Regions from separate parts of the Arachis hypogaea genome. Here region 2 is linked to region 1. A link is a contact called in public Hi-C data. All regions are on one chromosome and are shown on one strand. The core of a region is the stretch at or near the end of the contact, and the rest is flanking DNA. Distances in the headings are between cores, read along the strand shown. Region 1 has its middle 11 kb from the start of TRNAW-CCA. Region 2 holds the start of LOC112705884.

Region 1 (7,142 bases), core at 1,870-4,369:
AGTTGGGGCTGGGTTAAAGCATATACGGCCCAATATGTTAGTGGAGTGTGGCGGCGAAGTGGCTGTGTGGTGCGACGGAGAGTACGTCATTGTGCGTTTTAAAAGGGTCTCCTTGCTGGCTGTTACGGGCGACGGTGAAGAGAGGGGCGTGGCTGGTCATGGAGTTCGCGAAGGGGTTGATGCCACCGTGAACAGCGCCGACGAGGCAGATCTAGGAGCAGTGCGGAAGTCAGCTGCTAGTGGCGGAGGTGATAATGTCCGTGCTGAACTTGATGGCGTGGAGGGCAAGGAGGAGCGTGAAGCCCCTTATGCGCCCGACGAGCAAAATCAAGCCGAAAAAGAGATTGGCAGAGGTGCAAAGAATTGTTCGAACAGCACAGCGCAACGAAAAAAATATTCCACCAGGTGTAGTTAATAAGATCCACGCTAGTTTGGACGAGAGTGGTAAGTAGCATGTTGGCATATGTCTGATGAGTGGTGATGCAATGCAAGATTCAGATTTAGAAGATGAGAATACAGTAGTGTGGGAAACTGGATTGGATGATGAAGGAGTTTTAAAGAACTTGGAAGCTTCGGAAGACTTAGAGCAGGATGCAGACGGTGAAACTAATCAAGATGAACACGGAGGAAGTTGGGATAAAGATATGGCTGAAAATAGGGCTGCTTGGGATCTGACTGTCGAATCAGGAGCTGTTTTATATGACGAGGATGAAGACATTATGGCTATTCTCCAAACTTGGAATGAAGTATTGGCATAAAAAAGAAGGCAAGCAAAACAGAAAGAGAAAGCAAGAAGGTGCTGTCCCAAAAACCGAAATAAGGTGTGTAATAAAGTTTTTAAATGATTTTAGTTCATGGAATATGAGGGATTTAGGGGGTGTTGAAAAGTAGAAAATGAAAAAAATTTAAGAGTAAAAATAATGTGAATATGTTAGGATTGATAGAGACAAAGAAGGAGGTGATTTCTAAGTTTGATGTAGTGCAATTTTGGGGTAATGATGTGGTGAGTTTGGAATTTGTGGGATCGGAAGGTGCTTTTGGAGGTTTATTAATAATTTAGAATATTATGATGTTTAGGTTGAGTAATTGTTACAAAGGGGAGAGATGGTTGTGTATAGAAAGGAAATTGACAAATAATAATTTTTTATTTGTGCTATTTTCTTGGTGTATGTGTGCATATAAAGAAAGAGAAGCTTGCTACGTAGGAAGAGTTGGATTTTTTTATTGGAAATATGTCAGGTTCCTCTTTGCTACATGGGTGTCTTCAATGAGGTTGTGCAGTTAGAAGAAAAAAAAGGCGCTAGTGTATTAATAGCATTATCGAACTGGTGGATATAAAGCTGAATGGCCGTAAGTTTACGTGGTTTAGGAGGTCAATCGTGCAGTCAAATTAATAGAATATTAGCGAGTTTGGTTTCATTGTTATCATTTGGAGCACTTGGTTGAAAATAAATGATAGAATTTTCAGGAATCAAGAATCAGGTGTTACAAAAGTAGTTAACAAGTCGATTAAGAGTTATAAAGAGTGGAGTGATATTTGATCTTTTGGATTGTTGATGGCTTTTGTCGAAGATAATTAGAAATTAATTTATTTTATCTGTTTAGTACTTTTCTGTTGAAACGTTGATGCTCCACCTTGTTGTGTTGAACTTTTTATTTCAAAAAAGAAACTAATTTTAAGAAACTCACACTCTTGTAAATCACCTAAACTATTCAAAGCTTAGTAAATCACTTAGGTATTAACCAACCTAATTAAGGGAAACTAAGTGTACTCTAATCTCAACATACTTTCAAAATCAAATATTCAAACAATAGATTAAAATGATTTTTGTATGATTAACTCTTTTTATCTTTTGTATCTTTTAATATAAGTTTAATTTTAGACAATAAAAAAATATAAATACACTAAAAAATAAAGATAACACTAATGGTAAAAAGATAACACTAATGGTTATATCTCTAATATTTCATAAACCTCTATACACATTATACAAATATTTCATTGACTCCTCGTAATTTTCCTTTTCAAATATAACTTAATGTCATCTTTAATGATATCCTTATTAATATAGATGCTTTGCATGATTTTTGTTTGTAATTGATCATACTTAATTAATTCTTATAATACTCATCATGAAGATTAAGAAATAACTAATTATATTTGTCATTATAATATACTAAATTAATTCTTGACTCAACAAAAAAAAAATACGTTAAAAGATGAAAAAAATGTATGTACAATATTTAAGGTAGTGTTTGTTTTGAAGTATTGAGATAAAGACTGAAAAACTTAGATTCAATATCGTATTTGTTGATTTAGAGATTGGTACTGAACTTTCTGTCTCTATTTTCAAAATTTCAGTGTTTCAATATCTCTAAAAAGTAAGAATACAGGGGACTAAAATTTTTAGAGATAGAGACTAAAATTTTAATAACATTTTATACCTAAAATACTCTCATTTCAATTAATTAATTTTAATTTTACTCTTTCTGCAAATTAAATTAAAATTTTATTCTTATTTCAATTTTTGTCTCTTACTTTACACCAAACAGAATATTAAAATTTATTTCAATTTCTGTTTCTTAATCTCTATTTCTCAGCTTTAGTCTTTCTATCTCTATCTCTTCACCAAATATTACCTAATTGAATTTGATTAATCATTTTAATTGGTCGTAAAACTTTCTCGTAACAAGAGTATTCGACCTCCAATCTCATATATTTTTCCCTTTTCACCGGCTTGCAACCAAAAAAAAAGGGAGAAAACTGTTTTGTACAATTAACTTATTACCTTGGCTTTCTGATTAACTTGGGGTATATATTAAATTGTTAATTAATATTTTAATATAAGATATATACATTTTAAATATTTAATGTATTTATTAAAAGCATAAACTAAGCTTTTAATAATAAGTTCTTGCATGAGTCGATAAAAAGGGTGCATTAACAGTATCACAATTTGAGTTGGTGCAGATTATATCAAACAAAAGACGAGTTAGTTGGACATGAACCCTTTTTCTTTGTTGTAGGTACAGAGAACTTATTTAATAATTTAATCAGTATCTAGGTGCGTGCCTGCTTCTTAATTAAGTAATAAATCAACCTCTGGATCCAACCCTACGGCCCCCCTAATTAAAGATTCTGTGCTCTACTAATACTGATCTCCAATTTCCACGGTGTTAATTCCTCGTTGATTTTTAGTTAGATAGGTCTTCAACTTAGACGCAAACTATGTTAAATATATACTAAAATTAATTATTAATATATAATATATATTAAAATATAAATATATATTAAAAATAAATTAAATTATATATATTTATATATAAATATATTTAATAAATTTTAATAATTAATTTTAATATATATGTATAAAATTTTTTTAAATATATTAATATATTAATAATTTTTAATTATTAATTTTAATTATATATATTATATATTTTTTATAATTAAAATTAACGATTAAAAATTATTAAAATATTAATATATCGATATATTTAAAAAATTTCATATATATAAATGACACATGAAGTGAATAGAAAATAACATCAATTCTTATTCTTACAGTCTTGTGAAGTTAGAAGTGGGCAATTAGCCGACATAATAATTAATTAATTACTTGAGTGGCTGCATAGATAACTCCATGGAGAGTAGCGACTGCAGAAGCCGACATAATTAATAATATGCATAAACTGAATAATTTATTTAAAATTTAGCTAATACGTATTTTAAAATAGTATATATTATTTAAATTTATGTATTTACTAAAATAATATTTTCAATTAATAATTTTAATACATGTCTTTAAAACTCATACCAATTATAATAAATTCATTTAGTTATTAATTATGATAGTTAGATATTCCAGTTTTTTTGTGTTTCTGGCCGACAATTGATAGAACCATGACGTAGACAGCCAACATATACAACTTATAATTAATAATTAATTTAAGCTTTTCTTCCACCAAGATTATTGAAAATTATGTTGATGAGTGACCCAAAGCACAAAATAAATATTATTATTCATATTAGGGTAATAAACATAAAATTGATATGTTTTTAAAACCACAATGATTTTTTTTTTATATTACTATTATATGCATTCACTTATTCTAGGGTATTATTTATTTGAATATTTATAAGTCCTTGAAGACTGAAAAACGTAGTTAATAATATATGAAAGAAGTTTAATACTTACATAGTTACATTAGAGTAAGATTAAATTCATTAAAACAATAAATAATTTATTTTAATAAAAAATTTTAAAAATCTCTTTTTTATCATGAATAATGTTAAGAACACTGTAATTTAAAATTATTTTATTTAATTTAAAATATATTTATAATTTTATATATGTAATATTGTTGTTATATATTTATATTATTAGTTATTATATTTAAAATTATTTATTTATTTTAATAATAATTAAAAAGTATAAAATAAAAAAATTTTAAATTATTATAAACTGATTTTAATTGTATTTTAAATATTTTTTTATTAGTTACTAGTAGAGTGGGACGGACTCGTTGCAAATCGCAATAGTAGTAGTTAAGCGTAGCTAAATTGTAGAGTGACTCATTACGTTATTTTTTTTTTCTGCCAAAAAAAAATTGAGTTATTGGTAATTAATAATTTTTTTTTCTAAAGATAAGTATACATTTTGTCTTTAATGTTTATCTTTTTTAAGTATTCCTAACGTTTAGTTTAATTTCATTTAATTTTGTTTTTGATATTTTTGATTTGTATCAAAATTATCCCTAAAAATTTTTTATTTTACACCTAATATTTTATTTGGATTTAATGTTCATGGATAATTTTAATATAAATCAAAAATAATAAGGACAAAATTAAATACAACTAAATATTAAAAATAATTTTGAAAAAAAAAATTGTTAATGTTAGGAACAAAAAAGTGTACTTTATCTTTTTTTAATGAGTAATTTAAAAGTATTAGTGAGGACAAATTGTCACACGTTTGTATAATAAGTAGTAAGAATAATGTTAAGGAAACTAATTTAGATTAGTCTAATTGTTAATTCACTGATATGTTTAAATAAGTATACTGTTGGATGTTCGAATTTCATATTATGTATATTTTTAAATCATAAATCTTTGATTTTAAACTTTAAATTATAAATCTTAAAACAAAATTTACTAACTAAAAATTAATTCTTTATACTTTCTCGGCTTATCTCCTGTGGCTGAAAAAGAAGCCACAAGCATAATAATTAATTTGATCATTAGTTTTAATACACATATAATATTTTTATAAACTGGTTAATCTGGAAAATACATACAGTAGAAAAGTGATTTAATCGAAAAGAGATTTAGAGAAATTAAGAAGGAGAAAAATCCAATGAGATGTATGTGTGGGTGAAGGAACTTTATTTATTGCGACGGTCCTAGTTAGCACATTATGGGGTTCAAATATGAACACACATCATTCATTCACTTCTTTACGACAAATATGACAAGCATATGCCTTCCATCCTATAATTTCTTCTTAATTTATGGAGCACCATGGGCATACATCTATATTTAATGGCCTCCTAGCCGTCTACTACATCTATTAAGAAAAATCATCAACAATGTATGTATAAAGTTTGGATGATAATTAATAAGACGTGCTAATGTTTTATATTTAATTAATTTTAACGTAAAATCAATATAAAAAAAACTTATACAAATATCTAACCATAAATCATCGTATAATCTATGATATTAAAAGCAATCATACAATTAAACAATGAATCAAGCATATGTTTTTAGGTAAATTAAATTATCAAAACGTATTTTGAATGGATAGAGTTGTAGGTAGTAATTAAAAATATGGGGAAGGGATATCCAAGTCTTAAAGAAACAACTCCACATAAATGGTCACTAGAAGAAGAGTCAAATGAAATTGAACCACAATTCATTCAACATAAAAATTCTTTATTTAACTTTGACATTTCGTTATTCTTCTTATATCACGGGTAGTAGAACATTTGAATCAAATGAATATAGCTAATATACACGATTATGATTTTGGTCCTAGGGTTATATAGTGCGTTATATCCTTTAATACATACCACTTTGACCCATAAATAAAGTTGACTCGATAGATTGAGATCTTGAAAACAAATAAAGGACTAGCAAATCCATTCGTATCTATATCGATACCTCAAACGCACAAAGTGATGCTATAATTTTAAAAATATTTAATAATTAAATCGAATATTTTTGTGACTACAAATATCTATGAACAATGCACATCATGCATGCAAAATAAAATCTAGAAATGGGATATTTTTTTTGCTTTCCTTTGATAGAGCTGGAAGAAGGATGAACATGGGCATGCATGCTTAAATGGGGCTCACATTATTATGTAACACAATATCCAAAAGTACCACGGCTAACGGCTTAGGATGATTAACATTGGTGAAAAGTGAGTGTGAGAGAAGGGAAAGGGTTGGGTTGTGTTGTGTTGGATTAGACAAGTTTCCACAAAACAAGCTGGTATGGTGGCTAAGGGTGGGGCACTTCTTCTATGTTTTATGGCTTTGTATTTATACAAAAACACTATTCGTACGTTAAAATCAACTACTAAAATTAGTTACCAATATATTTATATATAAATATATGTATAGTTTAATTTATTTTTAATATGTATTTATATTTTAACATATATTTTATACTAGATGATAACTGACTTTAATTAATAGCTGATTTTGGTATATACTTAACATTACTCGTATATATATTACTACTTACTTTCCAACTCGTTTCTCTATGCAAATTTAGTTTAATTAGAATGGGTTCCCACCGCCCCACTAGCATCTTTTATGGTGCATGCATGATAATAGCAATCATATTATATAATAGCTACCATAAAAATATAAATGTATAAAATAGTTTTGTTATATGTAATGGCATTTCCATTCAATTTCCTTATTTCACACCCTTCTTCATTTTGTTCCTCTCCTTTCATTATCGTTTTCCTTTTAACATATTAGCCTACTCTTCATTCACGTGTATATATTATCCAACCATAATAAAAGGAAAAAGGGTATGACTTTTCACTACAAATTAAAGTTGATGGGATTTGGATTTCAACATCTTATAGAATTGACTTGCATATATGAAGAAGAATAAAATAAAA
Region 2 (7,142 bases), core at 1,425-3,924, 53 kb before region 1:
ACCAGTTTGTCCATGATTATATGTCATCGTTATTCTAAAGAAAAAAAATATTTATTTCAAGCATGTGCAGAATGTAGGTCCACCAAGCCACCTATCAATCACCCATCCACCATGGCACAATAACAATTTGAATCCTAATTATATGAGATATTATGAAATCTACTAAATGACATCTAAGTAGTCTAACTAGAGGAAAATATATCCAAAGAATTATACCTGATACATTATAAAATCGACAATTTCCTGCCATGGACCCAATAATCCCTCCCTGTATAAAGCAGGTAATTCATGTCAATATTCTCTATATAGTATTTCTTTCCATAGAAGAAAGCATGTAAAAAGAAAGAGTTGCTCTACCTGGCCATCGGGTCGATAACATACTGCCGTTACTATATCTCTAATGTCAGTCCAATCTATGACACGACAATCAGGAATCGTCCAGATGCGCACTTTTCCATCTATAGATCCACTAATGAAATAATTATCATCTACGGGATTGAATTGTACGCATGTCACTACAAAACATTATCAAATAACAAAAAGAAACATAAGAAAATTTTGAAGTAATAAGAACAAATTAAGATAAATGGTTCAACAATGCCAAAAATCAGAACAGAATTGTAGTAATGCACACACCATAATTACTGTGTGGGAAAACTTTCAAGCAATTATCGGATTTCACTTGCCACAGACGGACAGTTTTGTCAACGGATGACGAGAGAAGATACTGCATCAAAAAGAAGAACCAAATCAATTTTCATACGCAAGCGGATGCCTTTTTTGCTAGAAAACAAAAATTTTTGACATTCACTCACATTATTCTTTGACCAGGAGAGATCCAATACTTCACCTCGATGCCCATAGAACTCATGCAACGGTTTCTCCAACAACCTGAAGATCTTAGGAGGGAAAATGATACATGCTGAATCTTGTGTTTTTCTCATGCTCTTCAGTTTGTTGATTTTCTCCTTGTCCATAAACAGAGGTTTCAATTCAGAGAGATTATTCACTGTAAAGTAAAGGGAGGATGGGTCAATTTCTGAAATGTCAATTTCATTAGACATATCCTCCTCAATCACTTGCCACAAGCGCACAACTCCATCTTCACTGCCACTTGCAAGATACTGGCCATCAGGACTGAATTTCATTGTCGTAATAGAACCTTCATGCGCTTTGATATCTTGTCTCATGTAAAGAGCAGACAATTCCTTCATTTGCTTCTTGCATTGCCGAACCTTAACTCTCTGAAGCCTACATCCTAAGCCAAAACCATTGTCACCTTGATTATCAAGCATACATGTAAACGACCGCAATCTTCTGAGCCAACTCCTTTTATTCCCATTCGTCTGCCAAGAAGGAGTTACCCCAGAGGGTTTCTCAGAATCATCAGGTTCCCCTGCATTCGCCAACCGATCCAGAACCACATCCCTACCATCCCTCATATTCCTCTGTTCCCCCTTTGGATCCACATTACACTCAACTCTCTTGTCTGAATTCTTGTCTTGGCACAGCAAGTTCTCCTCCAAACCATACTCCTTTGAAGAATCAATACTGGAAAAACAAGACATAGATGACCGACTCGAACAGAACTCCTCTTCAAAACCATCACAAGTTCTAGTCACAGCCCCACTACTATACTCCACTCTATCCCTCACCTCTTCCTGCTCAACAACACCAACCACATCCACTGAATTCTCAATCCCATTCACACTCAGTCCCATCTTCTTCATAAACTTGCCCCTACGCTCTCGAACACTCCTCGGGCTCCGAATCCACACATCATAGTCAAAGCCCTCCAATCCTATTCTTCCATTGGAAGTAGATTTGATGTCAAGGGTGTCAGTTCCATCAGATACTGAATCTGCAATGGACACAACATCTTCTTGAGCATCAAAAAACCGACATTCTTCGAATTCGCTAAAGCTACCCATAATTCTTCAAGTTCAACCCATGAAATAGCTAGCCACCACTCAAAAAAGCAACATATGTTCTGGGAATGCGTCAAAATTCAATCTTTTTCCTTTTTATTCGGACGAAGAAGCCACCCAGGTGATAATCTCTATATATATACATAAAAAAAACAAATAAAAAAAGCACAAAAACCAATATTAACCAGCATAAACATTATAAACAAAACCACGCAAAGATGAGAATAATATATAATAAGAAGAAAACAGAAACCGAGAGATCCCACATAGATCCCAATCCGAACCCACTGAACCTGGTCTTTTAAAGTAATCACTAACAAGCATTCCACAATTACGATAGAAAAAAGAAAAAAAAAACACTACCAACAACTCAAAAATCAAAACAATAATAAACATTTAAAGAACAAATCACACGCACGCGCACACGAAGAGAAATTCAAAATGAACTCACAGAGAAGAAAGGGTAGAAACTGAAAGTACGTCAAAATCCAACAAAGATAATAGAAGTGGATGGAAGTGAAAATAAAAAAAAAATAAAAAAAATAGGGGAATTGAGAGAGGAAAGTGTAACGTTTAAAGGGAAGTGATGAAATAGGAGCAATAACTTACATGGTTACATGGGGTGGATGGTGATCAGAAAAAGATCAAAACTTTGGAAGTTGAGAGAGTGGAAGATCAATGGAATATCGGAGTGTCCGAAGAGGATGCAAAAATGGAGAAGGGAGAGAGCACTTTGAGCGAAAGCCAAAATCACAAATGATTCAATATATTTATAGAATTTTTATTTTTTACACAGTATACAAAAAACTTTACTATGCATCACTATTCCAGCATGATACTGACAAATCTAATTTTAGTATATTGTAAAAAAAAAAATATTTTTTAAAAGAATTTTTTTGGTTGTACGTGTAAATTAGGTCTATTTATAATTATCTCAATTTTTTACTAAAATTAAACTTCTTTAAGATTTTGATAAAAATTATTTTTAGTGATCTGTAGAAAATTTTTTTTATAGAATGATCTGTAGAAGATTTTGTTTGAATGGATTTTTCATTTATTTTTTGAGTTTCTATTTGTAATAACAATAACTTATAGGTAGAAACTCAAGTGCAATGGATTTCACGTGAAGTTGATACCTGAGAGTCGTTAGATGATTTGACTGATTTGACTAAATTTTCATCTAACAATTCTCAAATATCAAGTGAAATCAACTTCACCTGAATTTTTACCTAACTTATAATAAAGTTAAGTGAATAAATTTTTTTTATAATTTTTTATGTTTTCTACTTCTAATTATTCTGCAGTAAAAGTTTAAACACGCATGATGTGTTTTTGTATTTATTCATTTAATTGTTTAAATAAATTTATATTTTCACTTTCTTTATACTTTGAACTAGTTAGCAAATTTAGTGACATGAACACTCTTTAAATAATAAATACGTAAAAATGTATAAGTTTTAAGTTAAGCATGCATTATTTTAGATCAATTTTTACAAGGTCACAAAAAATAGAGTAATGAATTTTTAAATAATATAAATAAGGTTCAATTAATATGTGCTCTTAGATTACTATTGAAATTGATTTTTATAAAGAATATACAAAATCTAAATTTTTAAATATTTATTAAAGTAAAATTTTTGAAGAATTCTACTAATAATAATTTTAATGTATATTTTATAATTTGTAAATAATACCAAACCTGTACTTAACTATGATCTCATACTCACGTTAAACAAATGTATATTTTCTTTTCTCAATAAAATCTTAACTGTAGTGCACTTTAATTGTAGCAGCATTTAATTAAACCAACAATTTTCTAGAGTAATGACAATATTTAAAAAAATTAAAAGTGTCCAACCAATATAAAAAAAATCTAAAGAGCTTTATAAATAAAATAAAGAAAGGGTTTTAGAAGTGAAAAGAGAAGAGAAATCCGTTTAGAGGAAAATAAAATTGGAGGAGGGAAGAAAAAGGCAAAAGGTAGAACAGAAAAATTAAGAGACACATCCATTGATATTGATGAATACTTTGTGAAGCCATAGCCATGAATGTGGATGGCCCAAGAAACGAGAGAGGGTAGAGAGAGAGATAACTGTGTTTTTGTCTTTGTGTTAGTAACTAATTAATTGTGTTTCTTGTGTTGTGGGTGCTCTCTCTTCTTTGGTCTGGGTCTAGACTTGTTTTGCGTCGGCTTAGATTGGATGCGACTCACTCGCTTTGAATTATCAAAACCTTTTGATATGTAAGGGTGTTTGTGGATCCGATTGTATTTACAGATTTACGGTGAATATTTGCACCCGATTTAAAAATTGTGGATACGATCCGATCAGATTGTGAATATTTGTTCTAGATCCACATATTTGATTTGTGGATCCACAGATCCGCACAATAATAATTAAATATATATATATGTTTAGTATTATGTTTACTTGTTTGTATGTTTTAGTTAGTAATTATTATTCATATATTGTATTATTTTATTTTTGTTATTTAAAAAAAGTTTGATTAAAAATATTTTAGGAATAAATAAATTTAAAAATGTGAAAGAAATATTTTTATTGAATTTTTTACATAGAAATATGATTAAAGATTTAATTATGCGGATATATTCGATATCCAATCCGATCTGACAATAAAAAACACAAATATTATATTCGATCCAATGAAAATTATGCGAATTGGATCGAATTTCTGGCTATATCCGATCCAATCCGATCCGCATACACCCCTATTGATATGCACCATCAGTTTGTTTTATGTCCAAGTATCAAAGGAACCAAGATGCTCATTTTAGCAACTAAATTAAAACACATATCTACGTTTGAATCTGCTCATTCTTTTTTTTATTTTTCTTCTTCTAATCTCTTTCTCTTTCTATGTATATTTAAAAATTGGTCAATTTTACAAAAAAAAATTGACAAATTTTATATTCAATTCTGTTTGACTCACCAATTTTTGATCAATTTTTTATTAATTAATTTTTTGTTAGATCGAATTGTATTTGTCATTCATTCACAATTCAACCAACTAATTTAAATCGATTTACAGAACCTTAAAAGTAGTCTCGTTTAAAAAAAAACTTATTATTCAATAAACGTATACTCATAATAATAAATCTAGCCAAAACCGTATCACATTTTTTTAAATGATTATCAATTAAATAAAAGTTACAAAATATTTTTTTATTAATATATTATGATTGCTGCTAGCATTACTAGTAGTAAACAAAACGTTACGAGTGATGGGATGACTCTGGATTCGATCACATTGGACTACATATATTAGGAGAATTTAATCAAATCCATATTAAAGCATGATAAATGGAAACATGTGAAAAACTAATGCCATAACCAAATTCATGGCCAAAACAGCTACCTAATTAAAAATTTGGAACAAGGTATCCAAACCCTTCAAAGATCAGACATGTCCAACCAAATACTCCACATAGTGACTTAAACTACACATTGCCACAAAGACCTTGTCTTTTTCCTACTTCCAAAAATAAATAAACCTAATCAATAGGAATTGGTCTAAGGTATAGACATGATATTATTTTTATTCCATTGAATTCATATATCACATTGGCTGCATTTGGAAGAGAGATCGAGAGATAGATTGAAAGACAGAAATAAAATTAAGTCTTTATATTATATTTATGTAAATTATATAGAACTGAGTTATGTTTCAGTATCATAATTGATTTAATATAAATACAAAAAGTCAAAAACTGAAACAAATAAAATTACTTAAATATATTTTTCTCATTTTCCCTTTTTTTTATTAAATTTCTTCTTCTATCACAAAAACAATCAAAGTATGGGATTAGCAAGGCATTGAAATGGTAATTTTCTCGCATTTTCCATGATATTTATAGCCCGAAGTTTTCAGTGCTCATAAATTCTAAACCAATTTTAGCTGATCAAAGTGACCAGAATTTTTATGGTTTCTTTTGTGTTGCTTTTTATTCTCTATCTTCTAGGTTTGCGGCCATCTACTCTTATAAAATAAATATTATAAATGAAAAACCAGAAAAAAAAAGAGAAAAAAGAAAACAAAAAAAAGAAAAACTAAAGAGAAGACTATTTCGTCAATGACAATGGAGCTTATAGTTGGCACTTAAGAGAATGGAAGAGAGAGAATGCAGAATAATGGAGAGAGCGAGATGAAGGTTGTGGTAGGCTTAGAGAAGGGAGTTGAATCTATGCCTTCCTTTTCAGTTGCTGTTATGACCTTTTTAAAACGAAACTTTCAATTCTGATTCTGTTTGAACTCAGCAGCGGAAATTTATGAGACAATTTATTTTTGTCTCATGAATATCAGAAAACAGAACACAACAGAGAAGAGAAAAGTTAACACCAGCATGTATCCTGGTTCGGTTGCCTTGTGCTATGCAACCTACGCTTCCACAATAATGGAGGAATTTCCACTATAGTTAAAAGTATTACATACACCAATTTCACACTCAAGTTCTATCCTAACTTGACTTTGGCTATGCTAACACCTAACTATTCACTCTTAGTGCTAACCCAACTAAGAAAGGGATACCTAATAGGTACAAGATACAAGACACTTAACCAACCTAAAGAAATCAGAAAATAACTCTAGGATTTTCTCTCAAGTGTATCACTCAGCCCTTTTCCACTCATGGCTTTTACTTGAGTTTTCTCACAATGCCTTTTCTCACAAGAAATTACAGAAAGATAAACTTAGAAAGTACATTACAATCAGTAAATCATGAAGGAGATTGACTTCATCAACAACCTTTGTGCTATGCGAAAACCAAATTAGCAAGCCTCTGATTCAGTTCTTCATACTGGCAGAATGCACCTTTGATTAGGTTACACTGTCCAGTTAGTTGAACTCTCTCAAAGAACACTTCTCAGAACAAAATCTTAATACTCTGGTTATCTCTCCTTGCTTTCTGAATGAACAGCAAGCTTCTTTTATCTCCTTGCATGTTCCTTGGTTCTTCTTCCAAGGTCAACACCTTGAGCCTTGAGTTTCACCAACCCACAGATTCACTTTTTTTTTCTTTAATCCCCAGATTAGAAACTTTGCTTCTGACTTCTTTATCTTGACCGAAAGCCATAAAACAACAACAATAGAAATCTTCCAATGGTCAACTTAATCTTAGCCCTTGAAAATCAACTTGGTCCCCAAGTCAAGTTTAAGACCGTGGATACACAGCAGAGAATAATAGAAACCAACTTTCCT

Evidence for each region. A called contact is a pair of places that touch in the nucleus more often than the background predicts.
Region 2: a Hi-C map of an unstated tissue shows a contact between it and region 1, with 2.9 times the contacts expected there. The contact joins the promoter of LOC112705884 here to the enhancer-like site in region 1. A contact is called at or near these places in 5 of 8 Hi-C or Micro-C datasets (leaf and an unstated tissue).

Annotation. Positions count from the first base shown.
Region 1 is chr8:7,190,013-7,197,154 of arahy.Tifrunner.gnm2.J5K5, reverse strand. No RefSeq gene overlaps it. Among protein-coding and RNA genes, the nearest start is that of TRNAW-CCA, 11 kb to the right of the region's middle. Within about 2 kb of position 3,119, at least 1 of the 3 cell types and tissues checked has open chromatin away from gene starts, as enhancers often do.
Region 2 is chr8:7,242,742-7,249,883 of arahy.Tifrunner.gnm2.J5K5, reverse strand. LOC112705884 reads right to left here and starts at 2,674. Exons shown (of 8, transcript XM_025756890.3): 1 at 2,538-2,674; 2 at 816-2,059; 3 at 637-727; 4 at 358-515; 5 at 217-268. The coding sequence starts at 1,931.